2 separate regions of the Mus musculus genome follow, and region 1 is linked to region 2. The links are chromatin contacts, called in public promoter capture Hi-C maps. All regions are on one chromosome and are shown on one strand. The core of a region is the stretch at or near the end of the contact, and the rest is flanking DNA. Distances in the headings are between cores, read along the strand shown.

The links. Promoter capture Hi-C pulls out the DNA fragments that hold promoters and counts their contacts.
Region 1: a contact with region 2 is called in a promoter capture Hi-C map of embryonic stem cells, with 4 times the contacts expected there. The contact joins the promoter of Zfp239 here to the promoter of Washc2 in region 2. A contact is called at or near these places in 9 of 39 promoter capture datasets (the 3T3-L1 cell line, cranial neural crest, embryonic stem cells and 5 more) and 5 of 115 datasets of contacts at active chromatin or transcription factors (astrocytes, embryonic stem cells, large pre-B cells and 1 more).

What each region holds. Positions count from the first base shown.
Region 1 is chr6:117,861,073-117,866,293 of GRCm38.p6, forward strand. It overlaps Zfp239 (zinc finger protein 239), which reads left to right and starts at 1,809. Exons shown (of 4, transcript NM_001001792.2): 1 at 1,809-2,070.
Region 2 is chr6:116,206,089-116,211,593 of GRCm38.p6, forward strand. It overlaps Washc2 (WASH complex subunit 2`), which reads left to right and starts at 1,945. Exons shown (of 31, transcript NM_026585.3): 1 at 1,945-2,039; 2 at 2,119-2,241; 3 at 2,866-3,030. The coding sequence starts at 2,119. 9530062K07Rik (RIKEN cDNA 9530062K07 gene) reads right to left here and starts at 1,905. Exons shown (of 4, transcript NR_131013.1): 1 at 1,814-1,905; 2 at 1,066-1,169.

The DNA.
Region 1 (5,221 bases), core at 559-3,058, 1.7 Mb after region 2:
TTTTCTTTACCACATAACAAAATCCACCTCTGATGACACACGTGTAGCCATATGAAGTTTTATTGTTGGGAAAGTTTTTATCATAATTGTTTTTTAAATGATTTAGCAAGTAAAGCATTGGTTTCCCTGGGGATAAGGTCATGTTAGTGGCCCCATCTCTAGGGATGATTTCTTACCCATTATTCTTGCCTAAGCTACCAGGAACATGTAAATAAGAAAAGGAATAAGAAGCCAGGCATGGTGGCACACACCTTTAATCCCAGCACTTGGGAGGCAGAAGCAGGTGGATTTCTGAGTTCCAGGCCAGCCTGGTCTACAGAGTGAGTTCCAGGACAGCCAGGGCTACACAGAGAGACCCTGTCTCAAAAAACCAAAATTAATAAATAAATAATAGAAAACATGCACCTTGGATTCCTAGAAAGTGGAAAGTGATACCATACATATTGGGTTTAAATGTTATAATCTATTTTTATCTGAATGCACAACACCTAATTTAAGCATTCCAAATAGCCTTGACTTTAAAACGATCGGCCTTTCCTAGCCCCATTCTGTTACTAGTTTCTGCTATGAAATACCTAAGACCCTCTGGGCAGAACAAAGTTCAGTACTCTGGTAACTGTTAACAGTGTGTCCAGGGACCTGGAGAGATGGCTTAGTAGTTAAGAGCACTGACTGCTCTTCCAAAGGTTTAATTCCCAGCAACCACATGGTGACTCACAACCATCCATAATGAGATCTGAATCCCTCTTCTAGAGTGTCTGAAGATAGCTACAGTGTAATCCTATAATAAATAATTAAATCTTTATAAAACAAAACAAAACAGTGTGTCCAACCTTCTGTGACACACCACTGTCCTTTACAAAGGCCACATTCAGAAGAACAATCGGGCTGTTCTGGTTAGGGTGCCTGTCAGCCAATCCTGCCAGACTGCGATCAATCCCCAGGATCCACGGAGAAGAAGGAAGGAGGTGACTCCTGCAAGTTGTCCTCGGATGGCCACACCCACGGGGGAAGGGCTTACACACACAGAGGGAAATATATGAACAAAAGATATTTGTAAAAAGAAGTCTCAAGTCTGAGGTTTAAGAGTTTTGTGATGGGCTTTCACAACGTTCCTGGGGACCATGTGGGCTACAGATTGGATGTTAATGTCACAGGTTTACCTAGAGATCCTTTTGGGAGACGACTGCACACTCAGAAAACACTCTGAAATCCTGTTGGTAAGTGAAACTTAGCGACATTTAATACTATTGATTCCTTAGAATTTCGTTGACATTTTCTTTCAGATTTAATGGCATCAATTTCTGGAGGGGTGGCTATTTTATGATTAAAATTATTTTTTGGGTTTGGAAGTTCACTGATCTATTAAGTCAACCTTATGATCCAGTTTTTAGTTCTTTATATCCAAATACATTATTGTTGATTCTTAAAAATATTCTGTTTTTAAGTTTGTGTGTGTGTAGGTTTGTACACATGAACACATTGTACATGAACACAGGCGCCTGAGTCCAGAAGAGGGTGTAGGGATCACTGGAGTTAGAATTACAGGCGTTGGTGACCTGCGCAATAAATATCTGGAGACTGTACTCCAAAGATAAGAGCATGGAGTAACCAGTGATCGATTCTTTTCTTTCTTTTTTAAATTTCGACACGGGCTTCTCGAACTCACAAACCTCCTTCCTCGGCCCTAGTGATGAGATTACATGCTGTGAATACATATACCACACTATTCACTTAAAGTGGTTATTAACAGCTTCAGAATATTTTTAAGGCTGAAGACAATTTTATAATGATTTTTTACCCTCTAGCATCATCATAACAAGTAAAAGACACCTTGGGGGAGTATTTTAAAACTGTATGTGTCTGCAACGAAAAGAGTGCACAACAACTTGAACTATTCAGGGCCAACCACAACCTCAAACTGGGGGCTCACAAGAGTGAGCCCATCGTCGCCGGAAGTGAGCTCGGAAGTAGCGCTTTCCTGCCCGCAGCCTTCTGGGACTTGTAGTTCGAATCCTCGATGATGCTCGGGAGTCCTGCGTTACCAGGTGTGGGTTCTACCTACAAGAGGTGAGCAGAGCTGGGCTGCCCCAGGGGTGGGCAGCGGTGTCCTGGTCCAAACTAGGGGGCATTACCACTCGGAGCCAGGCTCCGAGGCTGGGAAGGCTCCTTGCGGCTGCGATCCCACGTGCTAGCAGCCACGGTAACCCCCAAACCCCCAGTAACACCCCGTGCACCAGGCCACCCTCACGGAGGGCCAGGCCCCTGCAGCAGAGCAAACCGCAGCTCCGTAGACACCCTCCTCTTGCTTGACCAAGTTCTGACCTGGGTGGGTCCAATGATGATGTTGCTGGACATCAGGAGACCATGAGAGAGGCTCCTAGAAGAGACCCCTAAGAGTACTAAGGTTTCCGCTGCACAGCCCTCCCCTCTGCGACCTAGAAACCAGTCAGATTTCTGAGAGGACGGTCTGGCAAGGGATACTGGGTAGCTGTAATGCACGCAGTGAGAAGATGCACAGAACCTGAGAACACCCACTCCAGAACTTCAGTATTGAAATAGGTTGGTCTGAGGAGATGGGCATGTCAGAACTACCCTAGGCAGAATCTGCCCCTCCCTGAAAATATGACCATGCTTCAGGTGACTTGCAGTTTCTTTCACCAAAAATGCCTCATCTCTGAGCTAGATACAGCTTTTCTTTCTTAGAACAAACTAGGAAATCAGCATTGAGTATTTGCCTAGAGTGAGGTCCTTGTGGTCTTTCTCTTTATTGCCAAGCTTCATTGTGAGATTGGTATTTTATACAAGGGAACGAGAGCATTTGGGACCTTACAATATGTATCTAGCAAACGGTATCAACTGGTTCAGCATTGGGTCTGCTGACCCGGAAGTTCTATGTTAATTCTCACTACACTGCCTTGCCACCTTGTGAAGTACTCAAAACATCCAACCAAGCTCTTCTGAAAGGCTCTATGGAGCATTTTCTCCCTGTAGTCTGGAAGTCGGCTCTCCTATCGTACATTTCACTCGGTGTATGTTCCACGAGTTACTCTTCGTTGTTAAGACCAAAATATCTTGGGTAATGAGTTTGTAAAGAGCAAAGATTTGTCTGCTCAAAGTTCCATCGTTTTAGTCTGTCATTACTTGACTCAGTTTTGGACCTATGAAACAGAGTTTGGTTCACCTCATGTGGGAAAGACCTGGATCCCAATATCACTTTAAGGGTGCATCCCCAGTGACCTACATTCTTCCTACTAGGTCCTACCTCCTAAGGATTTGACCTCCTTACGTGAGATCAAAACTGTAGCTTGTTGGAGATCATTCCAAGTTAGTATATGCCCAGTCTAATGCTAAGTAGGAAAAAAAAAGAATATAAACTGAAGCTTTTCATCAAAGAACTCATGTTCTTGGTGAGCAGATTATATGTAGCCATCATACATATGATGATTAATCTTGACTGATAATTGAACTGAGAGATTCCTAGGAATTAGTGAAGCACACTTCTTCCTGAGTCTCTAAAGGTGTTTCCAGAGAGTATTGGATCACTAGGGCTCTAGCCTCTGGGATGTTTCATTGTGGATTAAAACCTTGAGACTAGGGCTGGTGAGATGGCTCAGTGGGTAGGAGCACCCTACTGCTCTTCCGAAGGTCCAGAGTTCAAATCCCAGCAACCACATGGTGGCTCACAACCATCCGTAACGAGATCTGACTCCCTCTACTGGAGTGTCTGAAGACAGCTACAATGTACTTACATATAATAAATAAATAAATCTTAAAAAAAAAAAAAAAAAAAACCTTGAGACTAGCCGGGTGTGGTGGCACACGCCTTTAATCCCAGCACTTGGGAGGCAGAGGCAGGCGAATTTCTGAGTTCGAGGCCAGTATCCTAATTAACAAAGTCAGAAATGAAAAGGGAGACATAACAACAGATCCTGAAGAAATCCAAAACACCATCAGATCCTTCTGCAAAAGGCTATATTCAACAAAACTGGAAAACCTGGATGAAATGGACACATTTCTAGACAGGTACCAGGTACCAAAGTTAAACCAGGATCAAGTTAATGATCTAAACATATCCCCTAAAGAAATAGAAGCTGTCATTAATAGTCTCCCAACCAAAAAAAAAAAAAAAAAAAGCCCAGGACCAGATGGGTTTAGTGCAGAGTTCTATCAGACCTTCAAAGAAGATCTAATTCCAGTTCTGCACAAACTATTCCACAAAAGAGAAGTAGAAGGTACTCTACCTAATTCATTACTCTGATACCTAAACCCACATAAAGATCCAACAAAGATAGAGGATTTCAGACAAATTTCCCTTATGAATATCAATGCAAAAATACTCAATAAAATACTCTGTCCTGGTCTACAGAGTGAGTTCCAGGACAGCCGGGGCTATACAGAGAAACCCTGTCTCGAAAAAACAACAACAACAACAACAAAACCCTTGAGACTATTGGAAGGTGGTAGAATTGTGTGGAAGGTGGAGCCTGGGTGGAGGAAGCAGGTCACTGGCTTGAAGCACAGCCTTGAGAGTCTTACCTTGACCTGGCTCTCTCCTACTCTTCCACCCTACTTTATGCCTGCCATCAGCTGAACAGCATGTTTCTCACAATGCCCTACCACGATGGGGGTCTAGAATTGTGACTCAAATCTCTCCTTAAATTGTTCATTTGGGTATTTGGTTGCAGCTACGCGAAAGCAAGTGTCATGTGTGTTAACAGTGATCATTGTTCGCTGTGAAAGTGAAGGACATGAGGAATTTAGTTAAACAGCTGCTCAGTGGCCACAAAGTCATGCCTGAAAAGGTGCATCAAAACCAGGTGGTGGTTTTTAAAACTCCTGATCCCTAGCCCTGCTGGAAAGAACACACAACTCCTCTCTCATTCTCCCGATCTCCATGCACCCAGTGTTATTGTGAAATATCTCCACATATGCTTACTGCCGGTGATTCTAATGGGAGGTAAGATGAGTTGCCTAATTAGATCTTTTATGCTCTGATTGTCCTGTCCTCTTTCATCAACATGTCTGCATATGTAGTTATAATAAAATTTTAAATTGCCAAACAGTTGCCAGGCGGTGGTGGCACACTGCTTTAATCCCAGCCCTTGGGAGGCTTAGGCAGGCAGATCTCTGAGTTCAGGCCAGCCTGTTCTAGAGAGTGAGTTCCATGCTAGACAGGACTACATAGTGATACCCTAGCTTGAGAGACATGCAGGCAGGC
Region 2 (5,505 bases), core at 695-3,194:
CCCTAAGCCTAACTATAATTCTAGTTCTGACCCTAACCTTTTTTTTTTTTTTTTTTTTTTTTTGAGATATCATGCCACCATGCAGCTCTGACTGGCCTGGAACTCTCTATGTAGAGAAGTTGGAGCTCAAACTCACAGATAATCTGTCTACCTCTGCCTTTCAAGTATTAGGTCTCAAGGGGTTTGCTTACCTCAAACTGTATTCTAAACTCTATTAAAACTACTCTTAAGCTAACCTTAGTCAAACACCCTTCCCTAACACTAATACTAAGCTAAGACCAGGCTGCCTTCACACAAACATGTATCAGTTTAGATATGCCTCTTCAGGGTTGGGATAAAGAAATTGTGTGCTACCATACCCAGCTGTGTAATGAATATTAAGGCTGCCCTAATCCTAATTAAACCTTCATCTGTTACGCTCACCCTAAGACTAACGCTCTCCTAACCATAATTCACAACTATCTCAGCATTAACCGTAACACTAAATCCTAACTATAACCCTTCCTTTTATGAGTTGCTTCTGAGGTAATTTTTATTATAACAATAGAAAAATAACTAAGACAGCCACCTTAACCCTAACCCCCAAAATAGCACCATAACCACAATGTTAATCATAACCCTAAATCTAATGTCTATCTATAACACCTGCTCACCCTAACAGCAACACAGATACAATCACACTAATGCTACAGAAACCAACCTGAGCCTTTACCCTGGCTTTACTAGTTCACAGCTGACTACTTGCTCATAAGCAGTTAACTCCCCATTCCCTTCTTTCCTCAATCCCTGGCCCCCACCAACCTACTTCCTCTCTCTGGATTGATCCATTCTGGATATTTCATATAAATAGAATAACCTGTGCTCATGTATATGACTGACCTCTTTCAATTGAAGTATTTCTAGGTTAATTCATGCCCTATCATATATCAGCATTTTATTTCTTTTGGTGAATTGCGTGGTTCTACAGCATTTTGTTTATCCATTCGTCACCTGATGGACATTTAGATTGCTTCTGCTTTCTGGGTATGGATCAACACTACAGTGAAAATTCTTGCAGATTTTTACCTGAGCAGGTTTTCATTTGTCTTAGTTGCATACCAAAGAGAAATCTTTAATGAGGTTTCAACGGAGGTGGCCACAAAGCAAAATCTGAAAGTTGGAAAAATAATCTGCACAGGAGAAATGATAAGATCTAAGGTGAGCACTCACCATATACCAGGCACTATCTGTTTTAACACCTATTATCGCTTCTTTTTTATTTTTATTTTTCGAGACAGAGTTTCTCTCTGTGTAGACCAGGCTGGCCTCGAACTCAGAAATCCGCCTGCCTCTGCCTCCCAAGTGCTGGGATTAAAGGTGTGCGCCACCATGCCCGGCTGTATTGCTTCTTTAATATGCAGAAGAAAGCTTATAGAAGAAGCTAAGTAACTTGTTCTCGGGCACACAAAAAGGAAAGATAAGGGGTTATTTCTAAAAGTCAGTCTGGGCAAGACCAACTCAGAAAGGGGTCTGTTCACAAGGAAGTGCTAGTGGACAGCCAGGGGAGCTTTGGATTTCGATTTCTACCCCTCCACCTCCCGGCCTTGAATCTCAGCTGAGGGTTTCAAGAATTTCAAGCGGATCCACATTGAACTGAAACCAAACCGGTTAGCAGATGTACACATTGAGGGTCACTGTGGCCCTGGGCTAGTCTCACATCACATGCATAATCAATAAAGCCGCCGCACATCCAGGAAGTCGTCCTCCGCTCTCCTTCCTCTTCAGCTCCCACCTGGTAGGCCACGGGACTCCTCAGCATGGGCCCCACTGGTACCTTCCGCCTCTTTCGCACTAGCTGGCCGCTTAAACACCTTCTCTCTGGTCAAACCCAATTACCCAGGAGCTACTAACCCATAGCTCCCGATCAGAGGCTGCGCCCCAGGTCACGTGAGGACACCATCACGTGACGTGAACCATGTGATTACCACCGCGCTGGGTGGGCAGTGTAGTAGCCACTCCCGTAGTCACTTTGGAGCTTGCTGAGTGGCGGTGTCATCGTGGTGAGGACGGCGGCCCAGGAGGGCAGGGCTGGATCCTTCGCCCCAGACTCAGCTCTTCTTTTTGTCCTTCTCGCTGTAGATGAACCGGACGAGCCCCGACTCGGAGCGGCCTCCGGCATCCGAGCCGGTGTGGGAACGGCCCTGGTCGGTGGAGGAGATCCGCCGCAGCAGTCAGAACTGGTCTCTGGCGGCTGACGCCGGTGTGAGCGGGGGACCCGGGGCCAAGGGAGGGACAGAGTTGTAGTTACCCCTCCTCGGGGACACGCTTCCTCCAGTATTCAAAGGCGCAATCTCAGACACCGGGGAGGGCGGCCCTGTGGGCTTCTACCCAGCACTCTGCCGCGCAGACGCGGGTTTCCTTCCGTGCAGTGGCTTTTCAACCTTGCCCTCCACGCCATCCTGCTGAGCAGATTCTGTTTCTGCCCTCTCCAAGGACTGCTTTGTCTCTACGGAGGCCCTTCTGTATTAGAACTGGGGCTAAATGGGGCAGCACATATTTTTGAGTAGATCTGCTCACTTCGGGACCTAAGAGCTCAGAACTTTCATACAAGTGGGATTTGGGGTGTTTTGTCACACTATGTGGTCTCTGGAGCGTGACAACCAAACAGGGCTTTAAATCCCTGTAGAAATGTGATACTGGTTTTGTGTTCTGGACAAACTTATCTGATGAGCTTTCTTAATGCTTTCCAGGGTCACCTGACCTTAGATCAACAGTATCATCCCTTTTTCTTAACATAGGGGCAAAAGGGGAGGGGTTTTTTGTTTGTTTGTTTTGCTTTAAATCACATGTAGTGTTGATACTTGTGTATGTTTCTTTTCAAAATAGCTACTACAGTTTCTACAGGAATTCTCACAGCAGACTATCTCCAGGACTCATGAAATCAAGAAGCAGGTGGATGGATTAATTCAGGAGACCAAAGCCACACATTGTCGTCTGCATAATGTGTTCAATGACTTCCTCATGCTGTCTAATACCCAGTTCATTGAGAATGTGAGTTGTTTTATGGTATCTGACTTTCGAATAATCCCTTTTGGGGAGTAAGAACTATTGTCATTTATAATGATAATAAGGTTCTCTTCTAAGTTTTGGTGGATAGATTGGTTCTTGGTAACTGAAGCTCCTTTCTCTGAAATCAGTGTCTTTTATCAGTAAAGTTCATGGGTTTTACAAACCTTTAAAAACATCTAATAATAAGGTTTGCCTCGTGCTGGTTTTTCTGTTTTTAGTTTTGAGGGCAATTACCATTTGAGCAGAGTTGTGTGCCTCTCAAAAAAGCCACTGTGCTCATTCAGTATGGTCAGCTCTAAGCCTGGCTTGGCCTCACGTGCCCCACTTTTGCCTTCAGTCCCTAGAGACTTTATGTAGGTCCATCATGTCTCCCTCAGTTGTGTAAGTGAATGCAGATGTCTGCTTTGCATTTCGTCATCTACAGTTTTCTTTTTCTTCCTTTTCTTTTTTCTCCTTCTGTTTGTTTGAGACAGGGTTTCTCTGTGTAGCCCTGACCGTCCTGGAACTCACTCTGTAGACCAGGCTGGCCCGGAACTTACAGAAATCTACTTGCCTCTGCCTCCCAAGTACTGAGATTTAAGGTGTGGGCCACTACTGTCCCGCCAGCACCAGTTTTTCAATTTGGATGAATATATGACACAGAGTCACCAGTACAAATGCTGCTGGCCTTTAACTAAAGTGTATGTGAATTTTGTTTTCATAGTGAGTTCCTGCAATCTGCTAGGAATACACAGATAAATTATCTTGGTAGAATTACAATAGAAAAGACGCAGGCATGCCTGGAGCCATCTAGCAAAGGGAAAGGAATGTATTGAGAACAGGGGGTGGGGTGGGGGGCTGTGGGGGGAGCTTAGTTCATCTGATCCAAGAATATTTTTCTGAATTAATTTGTAGAAAGGCATTGGGGGGGGGCGGTTGTATTTTTTTTTTTTTTTTTTTTTAGCAGCTCAGGATTAGTTCTGACTAGTGTAGAACTTGCTATATAGACCAGGCTGGCCTTGAATTTGGAGAGAAATTCTCACCTCTGAGGTTACAGGCTTACAGCCCTACACCCAGCAGTGAGAAGAGAATTACTCAAGTCCACAGCATCCTGAAATTATTAGATGAGGATTATTAAACAATTTCATAAATGTTTAAGATCATAACCCCGTGATTTGGGATTGTAAAAGCAGCAGAGTGCCAAGTAGGCTGTTGCTGATGCATGTTTGCATAATTTAATAGTGTGAACTGGAGTGCCATACCTCACATTCCATCTTGTTTGAGACATGGGGTTTGGTGAGGACTCTTGTTCAGTGCTGCCTGTGCCAGCCTACCTGGCTCACTGAGCTGACTAGGCCACCAATTATTTTCTTTAATGGCAATGGGTTTGAAACATAACATGAATTCAAGTAAACCCATGCAGATGGGTGTGCAAATTCTGGGATACTGGGGCTAGAAGTTGCTCAGATTTCAGGTTTTTAGGATGTAGGATCTACAGAGACCTTACAGGTTCAGCATCCCTAAGTTCAAACAGCCCCATGTCCAAACTTTTTTGAATGTCATGCCATTGTTTGGGTTTCAGAGTTTTGGATTGGCATGCTCAACCTGAGGATACTCTTTGATGTGCACAGAACCTGGCTGGTCAGCCTGAGCACTTTTCTCCCTGGAAGGATCAGTTAGGGGACTGTACTCTCCTTTGTTGATGACAGCAGCCCCCATCACTTCTCATCAAGCTGGAGTGGATAGTTTTATGTGCTGTTCTTTTTGTTTTGTTTTGTTTATAAGTTTTAAAGTTTATTTATGTCTTTTTTTTTTTTTAAGTGTAGGAGTCATGCCAGAAGATCCCTTCATAGATGGTCATGAGCCACCATGTGGTTGCTGGGAATTGAACTCAGGACCTCTGGAAGCGCAGCCAGTGCTCGTAACCATGGAGCCATCTCTCCTGCCCTTATGTGCTGCTCTTATGTGTAGTTCTTAGCGTGCGCTTTTCTTGCTATGTCAGATGCTCAGCTCTTCTTGTAGTTAATGTTGTAGCTGTAGATCAGGCAAGGAACAAATTTGGGAAGTTTTCTTTTGTACTCCATGTCCCTGTACCAGATTGGTACCAGATCACACTGTTTTCAGGCAGAGGAGGCGTGAGAAGCTTGATTTCCTGATCATAGATCTTAATTAGCTAGTCTCCCTCGTCTAGCTTTTTCGGGCAAAGTTTTCTTAAAATTTCCCATAGCTTAGGTTTTGTGAAAACTTTAAAATTGTTCTTTACGTATGTCTACTTCTGTGGATTCTGTATTTCCATTCATGTCTTTGTCCCCTTAACGAGAAGGCCTTATTCCTCTCCCAGTCTGCCATCAGGATCCTTCAGAAGTGTGTTGGTGCCACACTAAATGTAAATGCTTCCAAGATCTTTTACGATGCCACATGGCACACACAGCGTCTTCCCATTGTGGAGGAGCAGCTGATGATGTTGGGAGAATAGCT